Linked DNA regions of Mus musculus: region 2 is linked to region 1. Evidence: chromatin contacts called from public HiChIP or PLAC-seq data. All regions are on one chromosome and are shown on one strand. The core of a region is the stretch at or near the end of the contact, and the rest is flanking DNA. Distances in the headings are between cores, read along the strand shown.

Region 1 (3,626 bases), core at 770-3,269:
GGATAATCGGAATTTCAACATCACTCTAGGCAGTTAGGTTTGACACTAGCCTACGCTATGTCACAATCTGCTGCAAAAATAAAATAACAAAACAACTAAGGAGTAGAAACCAGTTGTTTTTCACTTTTTCTCTCTCTCTTCTCTTGGTTAGCCTTAGTAATTCTCAGGTTTTTTTGTCTTTGATAATAATTTGGAACACTTAGTTTAGTAAGTTCTTTTAACATGTTAAACTTCAGTGGGAGCACATTTACCTGTTTAGCATGAAAACCCATCAGTATTAAAAAACAAAAACAAACTAGATAAAACAGGATTTACAAGTCAATAAGACATAAATCTGCATCTACTGGAACGGTTGTTAAGACACAGAGACTGGCATTTATGCCACAGTTTTTGGCTTGGTAGATCTGACCAGAGAGCCAGGAATTTAATTTGTAATTTAATTTGCTGCTACTGTTGCTGGCTTGAAGCATACAGTTAGACAGTGAGGGTTCTAAGGAAACAGTAGTCCCTGTAGAGCTGTGGTTGAATTGTAACTCAGTATGTAGACCAGACTGGCCACTCTGACTCTCCCCCACACTCCCGAGTGCCGCCATTAAAGGGGAGCACCATTACAGCTGGGTGATCATGAAGATTTTAAGTACATAGAAGTGTTACAATCACATGCTCAAACAATCCTGTATATACATACAACATACATATATAGCCTGCACACACATATATAAATGTATACATAAAATCTAATGTATGTACTTATGGTGAGAGGGAGAGAGAAAAAAAGAGGAAGAGAGAACATAAAGGGCTGTAATTGATAAAATATTAACCTAAAAATGACTAATTAAGACTGTTACAGAATCTAGCACTAAGGGAACAGACCCAGCCTATAAGGTGTTTGTTTGTTTGTTTGTTTGTTTGAAGATAAGGTCTCACTGTGTAGCCCCTGGCCTGGAAATCTCAGTGAGTTCTAAAGAGCCGCCTGCCACTGCTTCCCCAAGTGCTGGACTTAAAGGCATGTGCTACCAAACCTGGCATAGCCTATAAGTTTTAATACTAACATCCTACATAAACCTGTAGATAAATAATACAAAGTCAAAATTGTTACCACTAGTGAAATTCAAAATCTTTGTGTGTCATAATCATACACAGTCTTATTCCAGCTGTTCATAGACTGCTGTGTCTGTGTGTGGTACTACTAACTTTTTACACACTATACAAACATTTTACCACTGAGCTACATATCTGGGCCCAACTTATCAATTAAAAAAAATACTAATCATAAAAAAAAAAACTAAATCATTTGGCAAATGTACTATTTGTAGATAACTATCATTCATTAAAAAAATGTTCTACCAAAATTCTTAGATATACAACACCTGATTTCTGGACCCAGCTGAGCTTTTATTTTACAGACCAAAATGCAAACAAGAAAATATACTACAGTAATCAATGGAGCCGTTCCAGCTTTGCTTGGAGCGATTTAAAATTCCCAGTGATGGCTTGTACTGCTACTGAAGAACTCATTGACTGAAGTTCCACCAGATATCCACAGACGGCATCCAGGCAGAGATTTGTAAACCTTCTCCTGTAAGGAGAAAGACTTCAGGTCACTCATTGACTTTTGTTTATTATTATTCCTTTATTTTTATGTGTCTGAGTGCTTTACCTGCATGTGTGTATGTGTGTGTGTGCACACCATGCACCTGTCCAGGACCCCCCACAGCTACAAGAGGGCACCAGACACCCTGCAACTGTTGCTATGAATGGCCCTGAGCTGCTATGTGGGGGCTGGGAAGTGAACTCAGAACCTCTGCAAAAGCAGAAAGCGTTCAGAATCACGGAGCCCTGGCTTGCTTCAGGCCCTCAACCAGCTATACTGAAACCCATTTCCTTCAAAGAGTCGTTTCAGACCAAGATTCGATTAACTTTCTCAGAGTCCCGATGAAAAGCAAGGGTTAGATTACTCAGTAAGCGGTAAGTGCTTCCAAACAGAAAGGGGACTTGGCAAGGTCATCTACCCTAAGCACCATTGTCAACCGGAAGCCTGCCGGCCAGGGGCAGTCAGGGACGACTGCGGTTACAGAGTTACACTCTCTCGGGTTCCTGAGGAGGCTTTACCACAAACGTAGACCTGAGGTCCTACGTCATAACACCACAACGAAGGAACATACAGTACTTCAGAAATTACTTTTACTTTAGAAAATCTAGCCCCACAGTTGAAACTTTCATGAAACTTTTTTTCATGAATGCTAACGATTAGGTTATCACTCAAATAGTTATTGCTAATTTACTTAAGATATTCCCCAATGCTCCTCTGTAATGTCTGGAGCATTCCACATCCATTCCCAACCCTTCTCCCAGGTACTTAGTAGCAATAATTAAAACTTTTTCACAATATAATATTTAATTTATAGTTACCTCTCACAATTTAAAACTAGGCTAGGATTCTCAACATATCTTGTCAACAGTACATGGATACAATCCAGAAGGTGCAGTGGGCTTTTCACTCTGTTCCAGAATGGATCCTAGGAAGAGAAAAAAAAGCATGACTGCATGTATGTATATGTATGTATGCATGTATGTATATGTATGTATGCATATATACACAGTTTTTCTTATAACTTATCAAATGTGTATGTATGTATTATCCTAATTATTTATGTTAATTAAAGTCTTTCGAGCCCACTCAAAATTTCTATTAAAAAGCATTAGAAGCTGGACGTGGTAGTGCATGTCCTTAATCCCTACACCCTGGAGGCAGAGACAAGCAGATCTCTGGGAGTTTGAGATCACCTCAGCTTCTAGATCAGCCAAAGCTACATACTGAGACCCTGTTTCAAAAACCCAAAAAAACCTCCCAGATATATTGAATGTACTTTCTAAATTATATATAAGATTAAGATCAATATTTGAAATGAACACCATATTTGTGAGGTGGGCTTGGCGGTGCACACCTGCAATCCAGGACTTGGGAGACAGAGGCAGGCAGATCGAGGCCAGCCTGGTCTATATAGTGAGTTCTAAGACAGCTAGGGCTAAGCTAGGGCTACATAGTGAGACCCTGTATTGAGAAAACAAAAACAAAAGTTAAAAAAATTTTTTAAAAACCCCAATATATTTTGATAACTTTTTTTTTTTTACAAAAAATTGAATTATCATTAGACAATATAATATAAAATTAAGGAAAAACTACTATTTCTATGGGCTGTAGCCTACTTCCCTTTGAATTTATGCACTCTGAACACAGAGTAAGAGTTACAGAACTTTACGACTAGAACACGCTGACTCATTGTAAGTTGAAGTACTATTTTCATTATGAGGGAAAGTTGAGTTATTACTGAACAAGCAAAAGATGCCTTGGAAGACATGGTTACAAGGCAGATGCTGTGTCACCTAGTTCACTTAGGAAGCTTAGGTAGAGGATCCCAAGTTCAAGGCCAGCATGGACTATATATGGCAAGACCCTGTCTCAGGAAAACAAACAGCACTGATAGATAACACTATTGCACCTGCACACATGCATGTGCACGCGCACGCACACGCACACGCACACGCACACACACACACACACACACACACACACACACACACACACACGAGACAGTGTCTCATTGAATGCACAGCTAGAAAGC
Region 2 (3,395 bases), core at 204-2,703, 940 kb before region 1:
GGAAAAGCCCACGATGCCCCAAGCCTCCACAGAGAACTAGAGGCCACCAAGGGATGCTGAGAGCAAAGGGCTCTTAGCCAGGGACGAACACAGCAGCTGGTTATCAATACCAAGTGATCTGCCCAAAAACACACATGCAAGTAGCATGCAGACTGAGAAGGTCATAGGAATGCATCTCTATATATACATATGTGCACATAATAACCATTAATGAAAAATGAAGCCATGAATTTGAAAGATAACAAGGAAGGGGCAGAAGTAAGGGTGTGGAGGAAGGAAAGGAAAAATGTTCTAATCCTTCAACAGAAAAAAATTTTAAGGAAAAAAAAGGAAGGGAAGAAGGGGAGGGGAGGGGAGGGGAGGGGAGGGGAGGGGAGGGGAGGGGAGGGGGACAGCAGTGTTTTTTCAATTGGAGAAACCTCAAAAATATTTTTAGAATGTCAACATCAGAAAAACATTACATCTTCCTTCAAGATCTGTAAAAATCCCCATCTTTTATTTAATCTATATATACCATTAAGTAAGTGTTCTCCGTCATGACAATAGAAAAGCCTGCAAGCACTCTCAGTACTGGGGTGATTAAACTTGATCTTGTCATCTGTAAAGAGGTCCCTTTACTTTTTGTCCTTTATCAGTTTTCAACTGAAAATACCAGCCCCATGCCTCCCCTCCACCCCCCACCCCCCAGCCCATCCTCTCCCCCTATCCTGTCATCAGCAGCAGGACTAGAGTCAAGTGTCTCTCACAGGACAGACATTATGGCAAAAGTTCACTTGTCCCTTTCTCACACACTTCCTCGAAGTCAACACTTACTGAGTCCATCCCAGTTATGGTGGGCAGCTCGTCTCTAGTAACTCCTGCCACCCAGGATTCACGCCCTTCCATTACATTACGTCACAGCAGAAGTGGGTTCCACGGCCAACAGGTGCAGCACAGACACTCTGGCCGTGCACCCACTTCTGAGACTCGGTTAGAAAAGACTGCACTTCTATCTCGCTGTGCGTCTCTGCCCTCCCCCTCAGCTCACACACTGCACTGTGGAGTGGCTGGAACTGAAGCCATCTGCTGTAGCCTCCCCTCCCCCAGCCTGAAGCCAGCCTTAAAGGTTCCACTGTTTACATCAGGGTGGAGCTTGCCGCTCAATCGCTCTGCCACGCCCACTGCTGGAGCCCTCCGCTTTGCTGTTCCGGAGCCATACACGTGGTCACCCTGCTACTGGACCCCAAGATGATTTGGCAGGAATCGGGCCCCCTTCCCCTGCTTCATAACTGCGTTTGGAATAGTAAAATTGAGCTTTGATCAGCATGGCTGTCTTAGCTGCATCTTAGCCTAGCCTCTCTTCTCTTCCAGGTTTCCAAAATGCCTTTCCAGGCTAGAACCCAGACATGTGATCCGCTGGCCGGACACAACAATCTGCGAGAAACAGGAAGTGACTTCTCCTGGGCTGTCCCATCTCCAAGCGCTGCTGTTGTGGTTGACAGCTGAGTGTTACCTCCCAAGGAACTCTACACCAGGACTAAGAGGTGAAATGTCCCTGGATTATGACCTTCACATCCTGTGAGGTTATAAATATGTACGCCTAAAATGCTAAAGGATGAAGTAATTTGTCACACAGCAGTAGAGATGAACTCTCATTAGATACTGAATACACTGAGCCACACCCTCACCAGCACGACCTCTGACCTGCACATTACATAAGTCTGCACACATGTTTATTACACTAGATATAGTATTTTTTGCATTTCGGGTTTTTGAGGAGTTTGCTTTGTTTTGTTTTAGACACAGGGTGCATTGGTTTGAATAGGTATGGCCCCCACTGACTCATGCTTGGCCCACTGGGAGTGGTACTATAAGTAGGTGTGGCCTTGGTGGAGGAAGTGCATCACCGTGGGGGCCGGCTTTGAGGTCTCCTATGTTCAAGGTATGCCCAGTAGGATATACAGCCTCCTTCTGCTGCCTATGGACCAAGATGTAGAACTCTCAGCTCCTGCCCAGCTCATGCCTGCCTGGACTCTGCCGTGTTTTCTGTCACGGACTAAACCTCTGAACTGTAAGATAGATGCTCCAACGGTGTGACAAATGTTGGGGACTGTCTAGGCAGTCAGCTACCTCTGTCATGTCTGTAGTTTTGGAAGCTTGTGTCTTTGTTCTTCCTGCACACTCAGGTAATATTTAATCCCTTCTCAGATCTCTGACGGGGTTGAAGACAGTTATAGTCTCATAGTTAAACTTAAGTTGTTTAGCAGTGAAGACGTTCTAGACTTGAAAAGATGATTTTAGGGTGGAAATACAAGTTAAATTAGAAGATGATTTAAGTACAGTGTTGTAAGCTCACTGCGATAGGATAGACAGTTAAGTACCTCATCTAAGGTACACGATACAGACTGAACCTTTAAAGGTAAGTCATAATAATTTTCATAATTGTTCCAAAATAGTTCCTACTATGTATTGTTTTACTATAAGAGAAAGCCTTCTTATTTGGACAAAAAAGGGGGAAATATAGTAGGTTGGCCTAATGCTGCTTGTATTCTTATGCTTATTTTGAGCCCCCAAGTCAGGTTGCCCCAGAGACAATCGAGTCCACATTTAGATGCTGAGTGATCCTGCCCCCAAATATTATTTCTGGTTGGTAAATTAACAGCCAATAACTGGGCTAAAGAGACATAGGTGGGGTTTCAGTTTCACAGGCTTGGGGTGAAGGAGTTATTAGTGACACTAAAAGCAAATGACATGTAAATTACTGTTTCAAAACTTAGGAATCAAACAGTGCCCACTCCAGGCTGGCTCTGGCCACCTACTTTCATCGTGCGCTCTTTCGATGTTAAAGGCTCGGCTGTGCTGATTCAAGCTCAGCTGCTGTTCGTGAAGGTCCACGGGAGTGGGGTTTATGCCAGTCCCTTCCAGATATAACCTGATCCGCTGCCTCCACAACCACCTGAAAGGGAAGGAAAGGGAGGTTATAGTAAAATCAAACACACTTAGGTAAAGAATAGACATTAGGATAGCCTCAGCAAACTGAAAGATGTATATGAGAAGCTAATTCTAGATTGAGCACAGTGGCATCCACATGTCTTTAATACCAGCACTAGAGAGGCAGAGGTAAGCAGAACTCTGTGAGTTCGAGGCCAGCCTAGTCTACATAGCTAGTTCCAGGACAGCCAGACTTACATAGGGAGACCCAAAGAAAGAAAGAGAGAGAGAGAGAGAGAGAGAGAGAGAAGAGAGAAGAGAGAAGAGAGAAGAGAAGGAAGGAAGAAAGAGGAAAAGAAAAAGGAAAAAAGAAAAGAGAAAAAGAAAAAGATAAAGGAAAAGGAAAAGAAAGAAAAGCAAAAGATATTTATTCCGTGGATAAATTATAGCACAAACACCTAAAGCCCACAGGTCCCTACTGAAAG

What was found. HiChIP or PLAC-seq counts read pairs in DNA pulled down with a chosen protein or histone mark.
Region 2: a contact with region 1 is called in an H3K27ac HiChIP or PLAC-seq map of embryonic stem cells, with 2.5 times the contacts expected there. The contact joins two enhancer-like sites. A contact is called at or near these places in 2 of 115 datasets of contacts at active chromatin or transcription factors (astrocytes and embryonic stem cells).

Annotation. Positions count from the first base shown.
Region 1 is chr15:8,155,579-8,159,204 of GRCm38.p6, reverse strand. It overlaps Nup155 (nucleoporin 155), which reads right to left. Exons shown (of 35, transcript NM_133227.3): 34 at 2,413-2,519; 35 at 1-1,579. The coding sequence ends at 1,441. Among named protein-coding and RNA genes, the nearest start is that of Cplane1, 12 kb to the left of the region's middle. Within about 2 kb of position 2,019, at least 4 of the 459 cell types and tissues checked have an H3K27ac peak or open chromatin away from gene starts, as enhancers often do. A contact at or near this core is called in embryonic stem cells, where this site is marked.
Region 2 is chr15:9,092,254-9,095,648 of GRCm38.p6, reverse strand. It overlaps Nadk2 (NAD kinase 2, mitochondrial), which reads right to left. Exons shown (of 13, transcript NM_001040395.4): 6 at 2,799-2,935. Among named protein-coding and RNA genes, the nearest start is that of Nadk2, 23 kb to the right of the region's middle. Within about 2 kb of position 1,453, at least 95 of the 459 cell types and tissues checked have an H3K27ac peak or open chromatin away from gene starts, as enhancers often do. A contact at or near this core is called in embryonic stem cells, where this site is marked.